Linked DNA regions of Gossypium hirsutum: region 2 is linked to region 1. Evidence: chromatin contacts called from public Hi-C data. All regions are on one chromosome and are shown on one strand. Each heading gives the region's core, a stretch centred on a gene start, on an enhancer-like site or on the middle of the called end of the contact. The rest is flanking DNA. Distances are from core to core; before and after follow the strand shown. Region 1 holds the start of LOC121229134 (glyceraldehyde-3-phosphate dehydrogenase GAPCP2, chloroplastic). Region 2 holds the start of LOC107916901.

The links. A called contact is a pair of places that touch in the nucleus more often than the background predicts.
Region 2: a contact with region 1 is called in a Hi-C map of leaf, with 1.8 times the contacts expected there. The contact joins the promoter of LOC107916901 here to the promoter of LOC121229134 in region 1. A contact is called at or near these places in 2 of 34 Hi-C or Micro-C datasets (both in leaf).

Annotation. Positions count from the first base shown.
Region 1 is chrA01:17,459,041-17,463,520 of Gossypium_hirsutum_v2.1, forward strand. LOC121229134 (glyceraldehyde-3-phosphate dehydrogenase GAPCP2, chloroplastic) reads right to left here and starts at 2,044. Exons shown (of 14, transcript XM_041112481.1): 1 at 1,658-2,044; 2 at 1,070-1,146; 3 at 885-952; 4 at 717-755; 5 at 184-284. The coding sequence starts at 1,759.
Region 2 is chrA01:17,662,748-17,667,227 of Gossypium_hirsutum_v2.1, forward strand. It overlaps LOC107916901, which reads left to right and starts at 2,098. Exons shown (of 6, transcript XM_041112818.1): 1 at 2,098-2,633; 2 at 2,732-2,842; 3 at 3,555-3,619; 4 at 3,731-3,848. The coding sequence starts at 2,781.

The DNA.
Region 1 (4,480 bases), core at 794-3,293:
TCTCAAAGGTAAACAGAATAGAAACAAAATGCTTACTTAATAACAGTAATACTTGAAAGACAAAATACTGCATAGTTTCAGAACTGTTAGCCTCTTTGATAAACCAAGATACAGATTCATGAAAGAGATATATCTTTAAAGGAGCTATGGGTCAAACCAAAGAGTGCAACTGAACATGCTTACCATATAATTAGCATCAATAAAAGGATCATTGACTGCTACCACATCGAAATCATCCCTAGCGATTGCTACCCGTAAAACCAACCTTCCAATCCGACCAAAACCTGTGAAGGTTCATTGTGAAAATGAGTTGTGACAAGCATCTAAACTAAAGGTCAAAAGCTGATTGAACCTTAACGATATTGTAAAGTATCAAACTCGTAACAGTAGTGTCAGCATTAAACTGGGTTCCAATTTGCACATATGTAGCTTATGAAACTTTACAACCATACATACTCTAATAGCATATAAGGACTGCAGTTTTCACAACTTTGTTTTCCAAAGGGGTGAGTACCTTACCCCCATCCACACTAACGCAATAAGCTAAGCTCAGTAAGCTAGTTCTCTGCTATTTGCAATAACACTAGCATCAACTTAAAATATGCACACTAACTGAAGGTGAAATAATTTTCTATGGAGATCAGTGAAGCAAAAAGATGAAGATACGTACAACTACCAAAAAAAAGCATGATTATAATCAAAACAAGGAAACATACCATTGATTCCAACCTTTGTCTTGCCACTGCTCCGTGACCCTAGTCAAATTAAATTAGAAATAAGTCAAAAGCAGAGAATCAGTCCATACAAGTTCTAAATTAATTTGAACAGAAATAAATTAAGCCGCTTTCTCCTTTTTACCCTTCCCTATCATATAAAACACTTACTTGCAATTGTAGTAGGAATTTCCGTAGCAGTGGCTTTGATAGGTTGGATACTCCTTGAATTGCATTTCCTAAACAGACAAATAGTTTTTTTAAAAGAGACCTTCAATGCCAGAGTAAAAGATTAATAATATGCACAAATGAAATAATGAAGAAAATCTTGATCAGCCAATATGGAATAACTCAACTGTAAGGAAGAAGACTTAGTTGAAACTGCAGGACCAAAAAAGGAATTGAGATTCCCACCAAAACCAATACTTGAAACCTGAACAAGCATTATCATTTAGATTGTCACAGAAGTAAGCTGAGACTGGTCGCTAAAAATATACCATTAGTAACATAAGAAATGTGAAAAGAATATAGGATTAAATTTAAAGTTCATTTAAAAAGCAATAATCTGTCGCACACGAGTTTTTACAGATTTCCTTTATATTCATTATATTAACGAAAACGAGCAAACGATGTTTTCTCACCAACCAAGCAAACAAAATGTGACTGAAAAAACCTATATATATATGCAACTTACTAAACAAAACATGCATTACAAGGTATTGTAATTCTTAAGACTCAGTCGGTTACCAAGAAAAGTAGCAGGAAAAGAAAGACGAAGCTACAAATTTCAGTCGTTCAGTTTAAGTTTAGCTCAGTTACTATTATTTTTCCTTTAAAAACACATAAAAAGAAGAAAAGAGAAATAAAAGAATAAACTATGCAACTAATTTAAAACAGGAATTAAAAAAAGCTCTACGTTGTTGATCGGGGGGGAAGCGAAGAACCTTGAGACGATGGGAGGGTGAAGGAGAGAGGTCGGTGCGGGCGGAGGCTTCAAGGAGAGGGGAGGCGGCGGCAGTGGATCTGATGAGAGAAGAGAAAGCCATTCTAAAAGCGCTCTTCCTCCGAGAAAGCTTAGGGGTTTGGGGAGGCAGCAGCAGCAGCCCAGGCGAGGAATAAATAATAAGAAATTATGGTGAAATGTTTGAGAAAACGAAAGTGTTTTTCGTTTTTTTGCGTCCTTTTTATTATTATTATTATTATGTATTAAAAGAAAGAAAACAACTGTTTAAGAAAAGAAGAAAAATGGAAGAGCGGAGCGGAGATTCTAAAGAAGAGTGGAAACTGGAAAGGTAAAATAGCAAAAATGAATACCAACAACTCTAAAAGTGAGTCCACATTTTAGATTGGAAATATGGAAATGAAAAATAGCTGGCTGTTTGGTAAGTAGCAACTACCAACCTAACCTCAGCCTTGTTTGTTCTCTCCTGTATTAAAATTATGTCTAATATATCTTTTAATCATTTAATTTGATAATTAGATTCACTTTAGTACTTAAACTTAATAATTAAATTCTTTTTAATCTTTAAATTTGTATTTCTTCAAGATTTAATGATGCGACAGTTTGATATTGTACCATATTATCACCTAATAATTTTTAAAATAAATATATTTTAATTTTAAGTGATGACTTAGCACAATTTCAAAATATAATATCATACTTTTTTTTTATTACCAGGCCAAAATAAATTTAATTATCAAATTTAAGTGTCAAAATAAAAAATATATATACAAACACCAAAATACACTTAATTGCTAATTTTAGAGACAAAATTATATTAACCCTTAAAAAGATATGTGCAATAGTTGGTCAAAAGAATTTTTATCACCCAAAAGAATTTTGTTTCGTTTGATTATTAGTATAATAATATGAATAAAAAATTTATATATTACAAATAATTAGATATAAAATAAAAAATAATTAATACAAATTTAAACTTGAGATAAATAATACTCTTATCATTCGCATATAACAATATTTATTAATTAATTATTATTTTTTTAAAAATAAATAAAATGTAAACTATTTAATTATTTTAAACGAATGATAAACTTTTAGGAATAATGATAAGATTTACCCTTGTACTTTAACAAAATTGTCCATGTAGTACTTATAGTTTCAATTTATCTGATTTGGTACTTGCATTTTTGTTCTGTTTGTTAAAGTGGTACATACGCTTAATACAGTTAATGACATGGCATGAGACTAATAGGAAGATGACACATGGCAACTTTTGCCACGTCATTTAAATTGTTATCAATCTCTTGTGCCATCCATAGGGACTTAAAGCTAATTTACCTAATATTTATTATTAATCAAATTATAAAAAGAACATCTTTATTAATCAAATAAAAAAATGTCTGTCATCATCTTCAATTTTCTTCCCAGAAATCTACAAGATCTAGAAATTTCAACTTGGTCAAGTTTTTGTCTTTGAAACCGTTGTCAGAATCTTTTGGAGGCTCGTGGGGTGGGGTTTTTGGTTTTGGTAGAGGTAGAGGTAGAGGTAGAGGTAAGGCTATGGATACATCATATCAGCAACAGAGAGATGAGGCTCTTCTTTGAGTTTACTAATTTGATCAATTTTCATTCCATGCTTGGAATATGGTTCCTTCATATCTTACTCTTCTTTTTTCAAGTAATTTGCCTATCATCCTTGATCCATATTGGTATGGTATTACCAATAGAAAAAAGCAGTTTTTTTCTTTCTTTTTGGTGAATAAAAGGTGCAAGTAAAATTAAAGATAAGAATAATTAGTAGTAATCAATATTGAAGTTTCATAATCACTGAAGTTTAAAAGTAATATGACAATCATCTCTTAGTGGTTCAAATCTGAAACATTAATCACTAAAAGAAATATTGAAGTTTTATAAAAATATCAAACTTTTAATGATTGAGAATATTGAATGATTCGGTGAGATTCTTTTAGGGAAAAATTAAATTATGAATAAATTAAGAAGAAAACGAAATAGAAAGGGGAGAAGGACGCTACACTGCATTGTATGAACTCCCCGTACCAACCATAGAGAAAATAAGAACAGAGAGAAGAAAACAAAAAACCTGATAGGAAAAGACAAAGTGAGTTTGTAACGTAGAGCGGGAAAACTGAGCCTCGAAAGCCACGTTGGATGAACAAAGTGGGGGCCTTATTTAAGGTTTTTTTCTCCTTTTAGATTTCCCCGGTGGTTCTCTACCTCGCCTCTTGGCTTATAGTGGGTAGGTAAGGTAAGGCTGGTTTTAATTTTTTCCTTTCCATTAATTAATTAATAATAATTGGGATGGAACCGTTGGTCTATTCTCTCCCACCCTTGCGGAGGTTAGGAGTGTAGACGGTCTATTCTATGATACATTTTTGCTTACATACGACGCCACTTCTTTTCGGTATTGGTCGCATGGATCAACACCTTGCTTTCCACGAGCATATTTTGGGATAATACTTCAACTTGACAATTCTTTTCAACTTAGTCCCTAAACTTTTTTTTTCTGTCTAGATTGGCTCTATTCCATCAAATATTTTACTCCATTTTTGTAACATCGTTAATGGGTGATATCGTGTCACTTTGAAATTGTACTACCACATCATCATTTAATTTTTAAAAATGTATATTATTTTTAAAAATATAAAATAATAAAAAATTATAAAAATATAAAGAATTATAAAATTTTATAAATATATTACCATTGATTTTTTGTCAAATCCAAATATTTCTCATCTTAAAGTGATGCACACTAAATGTTTCAACTGCTCCATCACAACACAATAAG
Region 2 (4,480 bases), core at 848-3,347, 200 kb after region 1:
ACATATATTCTTACCATAAAAATTTCATAATTTTTGGTTTGTCCAATTATTACAGTTTATTCATTGAAGTCTCCCCTATTCTGCTGTTTGACAGTTCTGACCCTTTTGTACTAAAAATTAATTATCTCCTCGTAAAGGATTCGAATGATGTTCCCGTTTGTTTCTCTTGAAAATAGAATCATTCAATATTCTAAAAATATAAATTTAAGCCCCTAATTATTTTTATCCAATTTTTGATGATTTTACAAAGTCAGAACAGGGGAACCCAAAATCATTCTGACCTTGTCTCACAAAATTTATCATATCTCATGATTTACAATACCATTGCTTACATCATTTCTTCTATAAAAAACTAGACTCAATAAGCTATAATTTTATATTTTATTCATCCTCTAATTCCATTTATATATTTTTGGTGATTTTTCAAAGTTGGACTACTGCTTCTGTCCAAAACAGTTTTAGTGCAAAATGTTGATTTCCATTTTGCCCCAAATTTCACAATTCATACAATTCAATCCTTGCTCAATTAACCCCTCAATTAAGATAATTTTCTCAATTAATACTTTTAATAGACATTATAAGTTATTTCATAACTATTGAAATTCAGAATTTCCACATAAAACTTTAACTTCAAACTCTTTTACAATTAGGTCCCAAACATTCACTTTCTATTCAATTCTTTCAATAAAATCAACATATAAATAATTTAAAGCTCTAATTCCATTCCAAATCATCATATACTTCCAGCACATATTCATAGCAACTTTCAATGTCTTTCATAGAATAAAAAACTAATGAATTCAACAAGTGGACCTAGTTGTAAAAGTCACAAAAACACAAAAATTTTAAGAAATAATCAAGAATTGAACTTACTTGAAGTAAAAATATGAAAAAACAGCTTAAGGGAACTCTTTCATGGTGTTTTTGCTGATGAGAATGCAGAAAAATAAAGAGAAATCTAGATAATTCCACTTTAGTCCTAGCTTTATTAAGTAAAATTTTCAATTTTCCAATTTTACCCTTAATTCTCCTTATTTTCTTGCTGATTTCATGCCCTTTCCTCAAGGTCTATTTTCCTTTTAAACCCTCTTTCTTTTATCATTTAAGCTATTTAATCATTTCCCATAATTTTACATTTGATACAATTTAGTCCTTTTTGTTCAATTAACTATCAGAACTTTAAAATTTCTTGACGAAACTTTAATAATAACTTATTAACACTCTATAAATATTTATAAAAGTATTTATGGCTCTATTTAAAATTCTCGAGTTCTCGATACCTCGTTTTCGATTCTAATTATTTTAATATTTATTTTTAGTACACTATTCACTATTTCAAAATTTTTCCTAACTTCACATTTAACTTATACTCACTAAATTAATAATATTTCCTACTCATTTGTCGGATTTAGTGATCTTGAATCACTGTTCCGACACCGCTGAAAATTAAGCTGTTACAATAATAGATGAACTATTTGACCTCTAGAGAAATGATTGTATAAAACAATAACGCCTCATCATCTGAAACCCTTTTTCCAATAGTTCAATGTCATATCAATATTTTCATCCTGAAAAAAAAATCAAATCCAAAGTAAAATATTGAAATTCATAATGAAATTGCTGATGTGGCATAAAACTATTAGAAAAAGGGATAATCTATGTTTCATACAATCCAAAGGGATAATCTATGTTTCATACAATCCTTTCTCATTGCAATAAAAAGATTAAATTATCTCAAACAATATAACTTATTTTAATTACAAAAAAGGCATTTCTATAATTTCCTTAATTAAGTTGGTGACCTAGTTGAGGGTGATATAAACTCAGTAAAACACTTAATAAATAGTATAAATATTATTAAATTTAATTATGATAATCGAGTTTTAATTTAGTAATGCATTTAAATGTAAAAAAAGTATAAAAAATAATATTAATGTATCAAAATTTATTACAGTATAAAAATTAAAAATAAACTAAAATATACAAAGATAAAAATTATCTTTTATAAATTAAAACTATCTTTCCTTTCAGTTTCTTTTTTTTTGAAGTAAAATCGAAAATACATTAAATCAGAGGATATGTGGTATAGTGATCAAAGATTTAAAATCACCAGCTGTCTAACAACTATCAATAGCGTATTTGTAACTGAGGCGGTGCCTTGGGTTTACCTAAAATTAAAGGAAAAAGAAGAAAAACTAAAAGAAAATGAAACGCCTTTGATAAGACCCTAAATCAATGCAAAAACTTAAGTATGCCAAAAAAAACCTAAACCCTATCATCAATTAGAGTCACATTTCCTTTTCTTCGCATTCTGTAGTTATGGTGGAATATACTGGTTGTGCCTTTTCTTCACTGCAAAGATTCTCATTTAAAGTGCTTTTACCAGATTTCTCCTAAATTTGAGTTCATCAGATAATGTTGAGGACATGCGTGTTTATGTTGCAACCCCGAACTCAGACAAAATGTCCATATTCTACCGATTCTAGAGCCTTCTTTGGTCATTGGCGATGATGGGTTCAATCTCCATCGGTACTTCTTCAACCCAACAGGATGGATTATCCAAATTGTATCCTCGACTAGTAAAGGCATGCGCTGCTTCATTTGTCTTTCGAGGGGTATATTCAAGGGATAAGGTAATAAATTTGATTTTTTTCCTTTGGATTTCACTAATGATGTTGCCAATCACTGATCTATCCACTAAATCTGACTTAAGCTTTTTAATGACTGTAAGGGTATCACCTTCGACAACCATATCTCGAAAATCCATTTCTTCCCCAAAAATGACTGCTTGTAGACATGCCTTCGATTCCGCAGTGGTCAGATCCCCTGTCCTTCCTATTGGGTAAGAACATGCTCTCATAACAAATCCTTCATGGTTTCTTATAATAACTCCCGCAGTTGCTGTCATGTCTTGTTGCAAATATGTTGAGTCAAAATTGGCTTTGACCTGTCCTTCCATGGGGGGTCTCCAAAACATCTCTCTTGGAATGAGTCTGGTTTCTGTTGATGATTTAACTTGCTCTAACTCCCTTAAATAAGCTTTAATAAAACCGATAACCTCTTGTACCCTTTCCTTTTTTCCTTCATGATAAATTCTATTTTGTTGTACCATATTGCCCAATTAGTAATTGCCATGACTGTGCATACTTTAGTATTATTCGTGTGGAAGAAAAATGCTGACCATTATTTCCATATATGTCTTGCGTTTGATTGCGAGGTGTCCAACCCAACTTCTTGTAGGACCTGTTTTGTGAATTCACAATCTCGAAAAATGTGTTCCATGGTTTCTTCTTCAATTGAGTAGATTGGGCATGCAACATCATTCCTTAGTCTTCGAAATTTAAGAGTACTAAGCTCGGAAGAAAATTATTGACCTCCCTCCATAGATGTATTTTTATTTTACTTGGGATCGAGAGATTCCGAATCTTTGTAAAATATTCTTTATTGGTGATTTGGTCTGTAATATAATTCTGTAGGTGTAGAGTCTTAGACATTAGCCATTTAAAGCCACTTTTTACTGTGTATTCGCCTGATTTGTCCCATCTCCATACTAGAACATCCTGCTGCATCCTGTTTACCAAAGGAAATGACAAAACTGCCTCCACTTGCTCTCCTTCGAGTAAGCTCCATATTGCCTCGTAGTTTCATGAAAATGAATCTTTATTGATTAGGTCTGCTACTTTTGAATAGTTGATATTTATGTTTTGACTTTTTACTCTTCTATCATTAGGGGTGGGTAGCCAAGCGTCATTCCAGATATTTGTTGATTCACCATTCCTTATCCTCCAGCTTGTTCCTTCTTCAAGTGAGCTTTGTGCGTTCCAAATGCTATGTCTGGTAAAGGAGGGGTAAGCTCCTAACCTTGCATTTAAAAAATTATCACGCGGATAATATTTTAATTTCATAACACGCGCAAACAAACAGTCAAGTTGGGTGATTAGTATCCATTCCTGTTTAGGCAACAAGGTCGTATTAAACATTGTTCAGTCCCTAAACCCTATACCCTCGAATGCTTTTAGACTACACATCGCTGACCAACTACAGCAGTGTATGCCTTTATTAAATTTTAAATTGCGCCACCAAAGTTTACTCTTCAGATTTTCTAATTCCTTGCAAAGTAAAACTGGTAACTTAAAACATTGCATGTTATAAATCGGAAAAGCTTGTAAAATTGATTTGATAAAAATTTCCTTACCCCCAAAGGACAAATTGCGAATACTCCAATTCTTTGATTTTTGGATGAATTTTTCTTTTAGTTCAATAAACGCACCTTTCTTTCTCTGCCCAACTATTGTAGGTAAACCCAGATATTTTTCTAGATTATTTGAAATCTGAACCCCCAAAACTTCCCCTATTTGCCCTTTTATGTCATCTTGTACCTTTTTGCTGAAGTAGATCAATAACTTCTCGAAATTCACTAGTTGTCTGGAAATACTTTCGTATTCATTAACTACTGTGTTCATTGACATTGCGTCATCCA